2 separate regions of the Sus scrofa genome follow, and region 2 is linked to region 1. The links are chromatin contacts, called in public promoter capture Hi-C maps. All regions are on one chromosome and are shown on one strand. The core of a region is the stretch at or near the end of the contact, and the rest is flanking DNA. Distances in the headings are between cores, read along the strand shown.

What was found. Promoter capture Hi-C pulls out the DNA fragments that hold promoters and counts their contacts.
Region 2: a contact with region 1 is called in a promoter capture Hi-C map of fetal liver, with 3 times the contacts expected there. The contact joins the promoter of KCNK17 here to the promoter of SAYSD1 in region 1. A contact is called at or near these places in 2 of 5 promoter capture datasets (fetal liver and fetal skeletal muscle) and 1 of 47 Hi-C or Micro-C datasets (epiblast stem cells).

The regions. Positions count from the first base shown.
Region 1 is chr7:34,553,246-34,559,241 of Sscrofa11.1, forward strand. It overlaps SAYSD1 (SAYSvFN domain-containing protein 1), which reads right to left and starts at 2,341. Exons shown (of 2, transcript XM_021098658.1): 1 at 2,036-2,341. The coding sequence starts at 2,242. LOC102157750 (a long non-coding RNA gene) reads left to right here and starts at 994. Exons shown (of 4, transcript XR_297198.3): 1 at 994-2,153.
Region 2 is chr7:34,723,165-34,729,160 of Sscrofa11.1, forward strand. It overlaps KCNK17 (potassium channel subfamily K member 17), which reads right to left and starts at 3,831. Exons shown (of 6, transcript XM_021098659.1): 1 at 2,725-3,831; 2 at 2,583-2,722. The coding sequence starts at 2,854. It overlaps KCNK16 (potassium channel subfamily K member 16), which reads right to left. Exons shown (of 5, transcript XM_021098660.1): 4 at 5,498-5,663; 5 at 4,607-5,182. The coding sequence ends at 4,959.

The sequences.
Region 1 (5,996 bases), core at 1,091-3,590:
GTGGGGGTCGGTGGGTTTAAAAAAAAAAAAAAATTACAGGCATTTTTGACCCAATGTGGTAGAAGCTTGTCACAGAAAGAAGTATTTTAGGGGATTGGTTTTCCCTGAGCTAAATCTGAGAATGAGGGGAGGAGGAGTGGATGCTTCCTTATCAATGGCCAGCAAAAAGAAGGATTTGCAAATAGATTTGCTAAAGAAGTCTCCGACAAGCCGCTGTGTGCCTCCAAAATTATGAGGTAGAGATTGTAAATTAGAAACAAAACAATTTAATGAGAATTTCACACCAGAGCAAACCTAGGAATGATAACTGAGTCAATGAAAATGAGCTTAAGATAGAGACCCTTATGAAAAAACAGAGTAATTGATAAGAAGCGCTGGAGATCCAGCATTTCTTCTCATCCTCTTGGTCAGGCCATCAGCTTTTGGACTTTTAATAATGGAAATTTTCTCCAAGTTCAGCTTCTCTAGAACCAACTCAGTGATCTCATATTCCTTTGGAAATGAGACATACAGTCAAATACTTATTGTGTGGGCTAGATACTGTTTTGTAACTGCAGGGAGGGAAAGGGGTAAGGAAAAGGATTCTAAAATCTAAGACATTGTGCTCAGTGAATTCAAATCAACAATAAAGTCAACCAGAGGCAAACTACATGCAAGGAAATGGATTGATTAAACCCTGCTGCACACTCTCTTTCTGCAAGTCAGTTGGAAACTTGCATGTCATGGAGAATAATATCTAATCCAAACTGGGTAACAGTGAGTTGTCCTTGATTTACAAAAAAATTTTTTTAAACCTGGAGTTCCTGACATGGCTCAGCGGAAATGAATCTGACTAGGATCCATGAGGACACAGGTTCGATCCCTGCCCTCGCTCAGTGGGTTAAGGATCCGGCATTGCCATGAGCTTTGGTGTAGGTCACAGACGAGACTCAGATCTGGTGTTGCTGTGGCTATGTTGTAGGCCATCAGCTACAGCTCCGATTTGATCCCTAGCCTGGGAACCTGCATGTGCTGTGGGTGTGGCCCTAAAAAGACCAAAAAAATAAATTGTTAAAACCATATGTGGTGCAATTTATCATTTAACACTATGAATGAACTTGAGAGAAGTAATTATAAGAGGAGTCAGGTGCACTTCTCCTCCAATACATTTTAATTTTCAAAAGGCATTTTTAGTTCTTATTGCACTTGAGGTACAAAGGCCTTGCCACACACTGCCTCACAGCGCTGATTTCCCCTTGATGTTTTATCCTGTATTTCCACATAGATACTCCAATTTCACATGCAAGTCACCTAGCCACTTCCCTCATGAGTGAAAACGGTGAAGATACAAAGAGATGTGAATGAGAGATTACCAAAGAATCACAAGGTGAAAAGGCTGTCATACAATCTATAAATTGTTTTTGCCTTGAACACTTGTTAAACTGGAATAGACAAGTACATGCCACCACCGGCAATTACAGTTACCGCACTTTGGCAAGTTTTCTATTCAAATGCCATTTCTAAAGCGCAGGCTATTTGGGCGACTGGTTGCATGTGGCCCAGGTGAGAAATCAAATGATGCCTTAATTACTGCCACTTTTTATCAGTATCCAATTAGACCTTTTACCCTCCATTAGCAGAGGGCTGTGTCTCAACACGGTTATGGAGAGGTTTCCCAAAGCCACCGAGCGCACAACGATAACTCAACTCGCTATGAATAGCTCAAGGGCAGAGGTGCTTTCTTCCAGGTCCCTAGACCCTCGCTTCCCACCCAGGGTCGGAGCGGCGTGGGTTGCCGGCTGGAAAGAAAATGTCAAAGCCACTTATCAGCGCCATAGGAGTGGCTGGAGACGCGAGGCCACGCCCCTGAGATGGTGCGTGGTGCCGCAGCCCCGCCCCGCCAGCAAAGGCGCCACAGGAAAGCAGTGGGGGGCGTGGCCTGCGTACCACCACGTGGTGTCGGGGGCGGGGCCTCGGCCAAAGTTGTCCCCAAGGCCAAGTCGGCTGCCCTGAAGCCCGGTTCGCGGGGGTTGGGGCGAGGCTAACTTCCTCTCACCTGCGTGAGGCTGGGCTGGGTCTGGGCACTCGCGGGCCTCGGTTTCCACGCCAAGAACCGTTTGAGCCAGCCTGGGGCTGCCTTTGGAGTCGCAGCTGCTTCCGCCTTCTGTCCTGAGGTTTGTGCACTCTGACTCGAAGTGGTGGGTTCGGCCGCCAGCCCTGCTCTTTTCCGGGTCGCCCGGAACTCAGCTAACCGCTGCTCCATGGCGCGCGCCCGGTTTCCCGCGCACCCGGGCGCGCGCGCCCGCCCGCAAGGCCCCTGTCCCCGCTTTGCCCGGCGCTAGGCAGCTGTGCGCCTGCGTAGCGGTGGCTCTCTGCTGCGCGTGCGCGCTTGGGGACCGGGACTCAGAGTGCGCTAGGTTTGTGACGTTCCTTAGGCTCTTGGGTACAGCTGGTTGTCCCCTCCAAACGTGTAGACGCGGTGTTCGCCTCCTGAGGCTATGTCGTTAAGACTCCAAAGCATAAAGACTGTCTCATTGTTCCCCTCTCTTGCCCCAAGCTAAGCTCTGCCGTACTCCACATCACTTTGGGGATCTGCTCCCTAACAGGGGTGGCATCCTCTAACAGTCAGGCACCAGACTGAGAAGGTGGTCCCAGGTTGTTGAAGAGGCCCATGATCTGTGGGAGGTTCCGGTGGCAGAAGAAAGGCAGGATACAGCCTACGCTTTTCCTTTTGATGGGTCTGCCATCCTAGCTCCTTGGACGGTGGCTTTCTCGCTGCTCACTTGGCAGGCAGGCTGTGCAGACCTCTCATTGCTCTGCCTCGTTGGAAACTACCGCTAATATGACTAGGTAGGCCACAAACTTAAAGCAAAACAAAACAAAACCTTTTGAGGGTGCAGCTTAAAATACACAAACCTTAAGTGTTAGAGTCAATAGGTTTGGACTTATGTGTATACCTATATATAACTGCTACCCAGATAAAGAACGTTTCTAGTACACTGAGGGCTCCCTCGCGCCCACTCCCAATCACTATTCACCCAAAAGGTCACAGTCGGGGTCAGGGACTATTAGATTTTTAAAGCTCTAGGCATGGAGCTAAGTGCCATTCACATAATTGAGACTCAGAGACTTGTTGAGTTTGAGTCAAGAAACTAGATGAACTAGAATGGAGTCTTTCATTCATGTAGCGAATATTTACCAGGAGCCTGCTGTGTGTTAAGTATGGAACCAGGCACCAAGGGTGGTGGGTGAAGGAAGGAAACCCTTGTTTTCATAGTGCTTAACATTCTAAATGGAAAGACAAATGCATAATTCAGTGCCAAGACCAGCTCAGCAGGATGGGGCTGAAGAATGGGTGCTATGGAACTTAAGGAAAAAAAGTTAACATAAAACAAGACACAGAGACATTTATCTTAAGTAAAGGCGGGAACCGGGGGACTCAAGTTCTCAGGGACCAAGATCCCTGCCTCAAGAAACCACACTGCTTTTATTGTGCTCTTGAGAATTACCTCAAGTGAAAAGGGGGTTGTAGGTGCAGGATATAGGGGTTTTTTTATTATTTTATAAGTTTTTTTATTATTTTAAAAGTCACTTCGCTGGTAGATGGTTAAACTTTTACTCTAAACTTTAGGCATTTAAGAATCATTAGCATTTGAGTTAGCTATCTATGCATAGCATTTCAGAGAATCCTCACTGTGCTTCTGCAAACGTATGCCTATTTGTGGCAACCCTGTGTGCCTAGGTTTGCACCTTGGTTCTCTTTCCTAATGCATATTCTGTTAACGACCACTCATAAACCACTTGGCCATGAGGATGCTCTTTCTCTTATTCTTTAGAGGACATATCATGCTTGTGCAAATGGCGTGCCAATCTGCACAAGTCCGGCTTACCTAGACCAATGTATTATGTCCTCATTCAGCTGACCCCTCGAATCACCCATGCCTTTAGGTCTTTGTTCTTAAGCTTAAGTCATTTACTATCGCTGTGACTGTTTCTCAAGCAGGAAGATGGGACAAAGTAAGGAAGGACAAGATGGAGTTTTCAGCAAAGAGGCTAAGACAATATTATAAAAACATGTCTCGCAACAATTCAGTATTTATATTTAATGTAATGTCAGGCACTGGTGAGCACTGTGAAGAAAAGTAAAGTAAGGAATGGAGATGGTGGAGCTGTTTAGAGCCTTTGACCAGGGAAGGTTTCTCTAAGGAGTTGCCATTTGAGCAGAAACCTAAATAAAATGAGTGGAGGGAGGCATGTAGATATCTGGAGAAGACTGATTCAATCAGAGGAAATAGCAAGTGCAAAGGTCCTGAGACCTCAAGTAGTATGTTTGACCTGCTCACAGAACATCGAGGGTCAGGTCATATAAGGCCTTACAGGTGGAGACTTTGTACTGCATCCTGAGTGTGATGGCAAGTGATTGGAGGATTTTGAGTAGGAAATGACATGATCTGACATCTTTTTAAAGGATCACACTGGCTGCCAGAGGAGGGCCCTTGAAGAGTACAAGTATAGAAGGCAGGAAACCAGAAGTGTAAGAGAGACCGCAGTTGGGCTAGGGTGGTGATGGAGGTGGTGAGCACTGGTTAGATTCTGAATAGATTTTTGAATATCTGAACCAACATGTTACGCAGTTGGATTGGCTATGGAGCGCAAGAGAAAGGAATCAAGGATGATAGATTTCCACCAGTCCTCCTCCCCACCAGTTCACACACCCAAGCCACCAAGTGAAAGATGCTTCAGTCCTCTATTGAAATGGAGGAAGACTAGGAAGAGAGGACAATGCCATAAATGTGGAAAGTTTTGGACATGCCCAGAGTTCGAGGTGCCTATTGGATATCCAGTGTTAAGCAACTGGATAGTGAAACGTGGAATTCAGGGAAAAGTCAGGACTGGAGATGCGATTGGGAGTCATTAACATGTGTGATATTTAAAGCCATGAACTTGGAGTTCCCATCGCAGTGCAGTGGTTAATGAACCTGACTAGGAACCATGAGTTTGAGGGTTCAATCCCTGGCCTTGCTCAGTGGGTTAAGGATCTGGTGTTGCCATGAGCTGTGGTGTAGGTCACAGAGGCAGCTCAGATCTGGCGTTGCTGTAGCTCTGGCGTAGGTTGGTAGCTACAACTCTGATTCGACCCCTAGCCTGGGAACCTCCATATGCCGAGAGTACGGCCCTAGAAAAGACAAAGAGACCAAAAATAAATAAATAAATAAAGCCATGAACTAGATGAGATCGACTAGGAAGTTAGTGTGGATAAGGAGAGAAGATATTTGAGGACTGAGCCCTGGATAGATAATTAGAGATGGCCTGTAAGACGGAAAAGAATGGGGATGTTATACCACAATGACCTGTCATTGAGAAACTGCAGAAAATTTCTTGCCCATCATGGGTGTCTGGAGTAGTTCTGCTTCTCTTGAGGGACTGGAGATTCTATTAGTTATGTTTCCCACTTGATCATCACACTAAGACCTTAGAGCTGCATTTATGATCTACTTCTAGGAGGCGTTTAGACTTAAGGCATACCCTCTGTAAGCTATTGCAGTCAGGGTCTCTGGCAGGAAACATGGCACCTTCAAAAGGGAAGGGAAGTAAAGGGAGCCATCCTGCACTGTTGGTGGGAATGTAAATTGGTAAAACCACTATGGAAAACAGTATGGAGGTTTCTCAGAAAACTAAATATAGAACTAGCCTAGTGTACTCAGTGTGTGAATTTACATTTTATTGTGGAATACTTTGCACATACCAAATTTTATACACACACACACATATATATATACACACAGAGAGATAATAAACATACACATAATGTGTGTACTTGTAAATTATAAGTAATAAAGTACTCATATACCCTGTGATATAGTAAGTCTTTGGCCTCAATTCTTCACTCCACCTAGTATCCAGGCATTGGAGAGTAGACGTGCCCATTCCTTGATTTTGAACTCAGCCTTGCAGTTGTTTTTGCCCAATAGATGATGGCAGACATGGTACAAGGACAGGGCTTGAAGTGTGCTTGT
Region 2 (5,996 bases), core at 2,581-5,080, 170 kb after region 1:
TACCCAACTTCTCTGTGCCTCTGTCTCCTTCTCTGTAAAATGGAAATACTAAGGGCACCCACTTCTTAGGTTATTGAGGGTTTAACGACGTGTGAGGTGTGAAGACTTAGAATAGTACCTGGAACATGGGAAGGGTTAGCAGTTGCCATCAGCATCATGATTACAACTATAATGCTGTAGGAATGGAGAGAAGTACTCGCTCTGATGGGGGTAGGGGCAGAAGGCTTCATGGAGGGGGTGATGTTTTAGTGGTACTTCCTGGAAGTGCAGAGAGGACCATTCCTGGTGGGGGACATTTAGGTAAGTGCGGCCTCAGGAGCAAAAGCTGGGAGGAAGGACTGTGCCTGGGAGGTAGAATAAGGGCGTCTGAAAGGTAGCCATGCTTGGCTCTGCCATGCCAGGGATGGAGGGGCAGGCCTCGCCCAAGGTCTCTGAGAAAAGGGAAGGCAAGCTCAGGTTGGTGGGCTCTGGGGCAGCTGGCAGCATAGAAGATGTTGGCAGACCACACAGGGAGAGAGACCTGCAGGGATGAGTGATGGAGAGGGCCTGGCCTGCATCCTGGCACAGCATGGTCCTGTAGGCACAGAGAGGAGATGTTGAGAACCCAGGCCTCTGGCCCTATTTGGTGTGGGTAGTGAGGGAAGCATCGAAGCTCACCATAAAGCTGTGTGGACATGAGGCCAATGACAGAGACTGAGAACAGGTGAACGAGCAGGGCTGGGCGGAGGAGGCTGCATGCTCCAGACCCTGGCAGGATTTGAGGGCTGCCTTGTGAGGGGAGATCTGGGTTGGAGACCTCACATCCTTATTCCTGGGGATGGTTGAAGCCCCAGGGGGTTGAGGAAGGGGGTGAGGTGGAGGCGGAGCAGGAGGGGGTGGAGGGGATGTGTGCAGAGATGAGGGCCCTGTGGGGAACCTTGGGAAACATCCACATACGCAGATCTGCACTGAGACAGCGCTCGTGGTGGTTGACAGCCTCAGAGCCCTGGCTTTGCATTTGTATTGAACCTCTGAGCCTCCATTTTCCCATCTCTAAAATGGGGGTGGTAATAATGGCACCCACCTGTGAGGTAGGTCGCGATGAAATGAGTGAATGCACTAGGAACAGTGCCTGACACAGTGCGCATGGAAGCATTTCCCATTATTCCCATTCCCATTGCCATCGCCATGTTCCTGGGGCCAGGGACTGGTCATTGAAGTTCACCACCTTTTTCAGGGGAGTGTGACACAGCCCTCAGGGCTAGGCGGTCGGGCTGTACTTGCAGAAGTTTAGAGGCGGGGGTGGAGGTATCACTTTCGGTTCTTAGCTGAGACTGTCCTAACCACAGGGCCAGGTTCCAGGGGTTCAAGGCTCCACCTTGGCTCCAGTGTCCCATCTCTTCCCACCCAACATTCTGTGCCACCTTCTGGGGACTGGCTTTGGGCTGGTGATTCTGGGACACAGGCCTGGCCCTCGCCAGAGGAGGCATGGGGACTGCAGAACAGGGACGTTGGGCTGGGGCACAGCTGTCTGCGCCCGTGGGCCACATGAGGGCCCTGGAAGCTGATGCTTCTGTCACATCTCCCAGTCTGGTGTCGCCTGCCCAGAGGTGAAGGAGACTTCCATCCCTTGTGAGAACCAGCTGGAAAGAACCCCCCAGCCTGCCCTCCTTCCCATTCCTTCCCCTGGTCCACCCTCCAGCACCAGCAGCCTCCGTCCTCTTGGCCTCTGCATTCTCCCACCAGCTGCCCCCTTCAGCTCTTCCAGGTCAGCTGGGGCAGTGCGTCCAGCCTCCATGCCCTAAGACTCGGAGAAAACCGGGTTCAGCCACAAACGTCCCTGTGTCCGCTGCCCTCTTTCTCTCAGACCCGGGTCTGCGTGCTTCCGAGGCCCCAGACCCTGGCACATGCACCTCTGTCCCATTCACTCAGCCGGTGCGGGATGAGGGGTGGGCACAAGCGCGGCTTGCATCCCCTTTCTTCCTGTACGACAAGGGCCCACCGCCTTGCTCATCCTCAGACAACGCCCAGCGCCCTCTGCTGTCCTCGCCCCCAATTCGCAAACTTGCACCTGTGTCTCGTGTGGAAGGGACCAGGGCTGCCCTTTCGCCCTTTGTCCGCGGTCCGACCCCGACGCAGTGCCGTACGGTTCCAGGTCGACCCTCTCTCGCCACCCACCTGCCCAGCCGGCCAGCGCCCGCTGCCCCTACGCTGCCCGGACCGTGTCGGCCCTGCCAGCTCTGGACCAGGTTAGCGCGCCCCCTGTCGTCCTCATCCTACATTCGGATGCGGTAGCCACGCAACTCTCTGGCCGGGTCATGCCCTTTCGTCCCCTAACCCCTGACTCCCCCCGGCCGTGCTGCGCATTCCGCTCGAGGCAGCCGGACTCTTTCCTTCGCGGTCCGTCCCAATTCTTTGGTCCCCACCTGGCAACGCGCGCCCCCGCTCGTCCCCGCGTCTATCCCCTCCACTTTCTTTTGGAGAACTGCTCCCGGTGTTGCCCTGACCGGAGCCACGCTTGCCCTCTCGCCCCCTGCCCGGGCACCCTGTGCTCCCCTGCGCCAGCCCTTCCCCCGCCCCCGAGCGCCCAGGCCGCCCCTGACCCGGATCAGCGAGTCCAGCGCCGGGCCATCCAGACACGTGAAGTTCTGCAGCAGTGTCCACTTGTCGCGCCAGAATCTCCTGCTGGAGTCATGGGCCACGGGGCTCTCCAGAAGCCAGAACACGACGGTGCCCAGGGCCAGTAAGTCAGGTAGGCGAGCAGCAGGAGCAATGTGCCAGGCACTGCACACCCCCGGCCCCCGCCCTCAGGCGCCTCGCGGGCTCTCTGTCTGCATGAAGCGGGAGAGGCGGGGAGGCTGGAGCCCAGAGCCATGGACCAGACCTGCGGTGGACAGGAAGGGCTAGGAAGGAGCTCGGCTGGTCCCTTCTCTAGACAATGCCTGTCGGTGCCCAGTTTTCTCAGTAGGGCAGGCAGTGCCAGGGAATGTGACAGCCTTTCCAATCCCAGGGACAAAAAGGGGCCCCAACGGAGGGTATCTGGCTCCGCCTCACATGTGCAGAGTGTCCCGCCCCCAGGCCCATCTAGGGAGAGGGAAGGGCTGCTGGGTGCCTGCAGGCACTGGAAGAGAAGGGGCCCAGAGGGTCAGAGCTTCCTGTGGGAAGAGTGGGAGGGACTCCTGCAGACCACACTCAGGGGGAAGAGAAAGTAGAAGGCACTCTTTATTGTCCTGGGGCCCCCCGGCCTAAGTCCTTGGACCCTGGGACTATGGCCCAGGACTTGCTGCCTGTCGAGCCCTCCCTGGATCTCTCCCATCACCTTCCTTTCTTTTATGTACCAAAGATGAGGGGCTCCAGCAGATCAGCCCTTGCCCATGAACTTGGGAGGCAAGAGGAGCCTTGCCCAGTGGTCCTGTCCATTCTTTGCTTCTGAAGAGGCCTCCTCACTCTCTCCACCCAGAATGGAGGAAGGGTGCAGGGTATGTAACGAGTCCTGGGGGAGTTCCTTGGTGGTCTAGTGGTTAAAGACTTGGCGTTGTCACTTCTGTGGCTTGGGTTATATCGAAGGCCCAGGAACTTCGGCATGCTGTGGGTGAGATGCCCCAAAAAAGAGTCCTGGGGGTCCTCAGCTTCTCAGGCCTCTCCTCCATATCAGAAAATCCTGGGTGTAACCTGGGTCTTTTGCTGCCCTAGATCCTTCCCTGGGGAGTTCCACCTGGAGCCTCCTGGGCTTCACGGCCTTGCCTTAGTCCTGTCCAGTGGTTCCCGATCCCTTATTGGCCTGTCTTGTTGAGAGAGGTAGGGCCCAGGGTCTGCGGTCCTTGGTGAGGCTGGGCCTCAGGATGCACTGCTGTTAAGTCTCTCCTCTCCTTCTGGCCAGAGATGTCACCTGGCAGACGAGAGGCCAGGCTGTAGAGGGCATTCCTAAGGGAGGCTGGGCTTTCACGCAGCTTGTTTCCTGGAAATCTCCTGGGATCACTGGCTGCCCGTTTCCCCAGGGAGTGTTTGGAAAGGCTCTCCAGAGCCCAGAGGGGTGATGAGGTCAAGGGGTGCCCTGAGGAGGTCAAGGGAGGCCATACCCGGGGACACTCAAGAGTGCCTCAGCCTTGTTCACAGGCAGTGCTAGACCTCTAGGCTAGGGGGCGGGGTTGGGAGCCTCCTGCGGGCAGACATCCTACTTGCTTCAAAATCCCTGCTGGCTGGTCCCCTGGGTGCTCTTCATACCCTGGTCTGACCCCATCATGGGTTTTTGGCTGCTGGGTCCCAGCTGCCTCTCTGCTTGTCTAGCGCTTCCACTCGACTAGATGCTCACGGCGGCAGGGACGTTCCCTGCTGTCTTCCTGGAGCCTGGCGCACAGCGGGGGCTGGTAACACACTGTGCATGTATCAAATGAAGCAAAAGTAAAGCTGCCTTTTGCTGTCCTGTGTAAGGTCTCCTGGGAGCAGGGGGTGGGGAGGCAATGGACGCTATTTGGCCACCATGATCCGCATCTGGATTCTGCTTTTCCAGGTCACTTTTTTTGCTTTTTATTTAGAGCTGTAGGTGCAGCATATGGAAGTTCCCAGGCTAGGGGTCAAATTGGAGCTGCAGCTGCCAGCCTACACCACAGCCACAGCAATGCAAGATCTCAGCCATGTCTGGAACCTACACCACAGCTCAGGCAACACCAGATCCTTAACCCACTAAGCGAGGCCAGGATACTGGTCAGGTTTGTTATCACCAAGTCAACACAGGAACTCTGAGCTTTTCCAGGTCACTTTTGAGGGAGGGGCCCTGGGACAACATCTTGCTCCACACATATCTGTCTCCCATTCTGCCTCTGCATCTCCTTTCTCGTACTTTCTTGGACACGCCTGTCTCCTTGCTCTGTGCTGGGAAGTGAGTGGGTTGCAAAGAAGGAGCTGGGCCAGGATGTCCAGAGGGCACATGGGGTGGGCTGGGGATGCTGGGAGGGGCTCCTGAGGCCACTGGGGGGTCCTCATGCAGAGATGGGAATCTTCTGAGGTCTGGGGAGCCCATCGGTTTCGGGGGCTCCCCCTTCCTTGAGGCCAAGGCCTCTGCTGAGCAGCCAGAGCTGGGAGCACCTGTGAAGAAGCAGGGGGCCCAGTGGGAGGACCAGTGCCAGCCACGCCAGGCCCATGAGGATCCAGATGGCCGCCAAGGTCCTGTACACCGAGATGTAATGCTTGCTGGGGTCTGTGCCTGGCAGGGAAGGGGGGTGTGATGAATGTTGGAGGGCTGAGGGCACAGCCGCCCCTGCATTCTGTGGGAGCTCCCACCAGCCTCCCCATAGCAAGGATCAGCACTGGAGGTCCCTGGGGGGGAAGGGCCATGGGTCCCAGACCAGCAGCTTCCCAGGATGCTGTGAGATGTCACAGCCGTCTCACAACGTATTTGTCTCCCTGAATAAGCAGGGGCTCTCTGGTCCTCAACAGTTACCCCTGCTGACATCCCCCCCAGCCCCTGAATCCCAGTGGCCCCCACCCCAAGGTCTGTGGCCACATCCTTCTCACTCACCGACGACATAGTCTCCGAAGCCGATGGTGCTGAGAGTGATGAAGGCAAAGTAGAAGCCCTCGCCGAAGCTCCAGCCCTCCACGTGGCTGAAGACCATGGGCGGGAAGATGAGAATAAGCATCGTCCCCAGGGCCAGGAACAGGGCCAGGCCCAGGGTCTGCAGTAGCTGGAAAGGGAGGAGTCTCTGAGGCCACTTGGGAGTGTAAGGCAGAGGGGCTGGGCAGCTGAGGAAGTGGGCTGGGCCAGATCCCGCCCTGCCCGCCCTGCCCTGGCGGGGGGGTGGGTGTCACATCTGTGTGTGTGACCTTGCCCGGGCCGGGAAGCTGTGGTCAGAGGGACTGTGTTGGTGAGTCAAGTTGGAATTTGGAGGCTCCTTCTGGCTTGGGGTCCACACGGACAGTCCCCCTCCCCCCAGGGACTCTGACTGTCATTGAACAGGCTCCGATTGCTCTGCACCTGTGCCCTCCTACTGTGCCCGGTTTCACAAGGGGCCAGATGA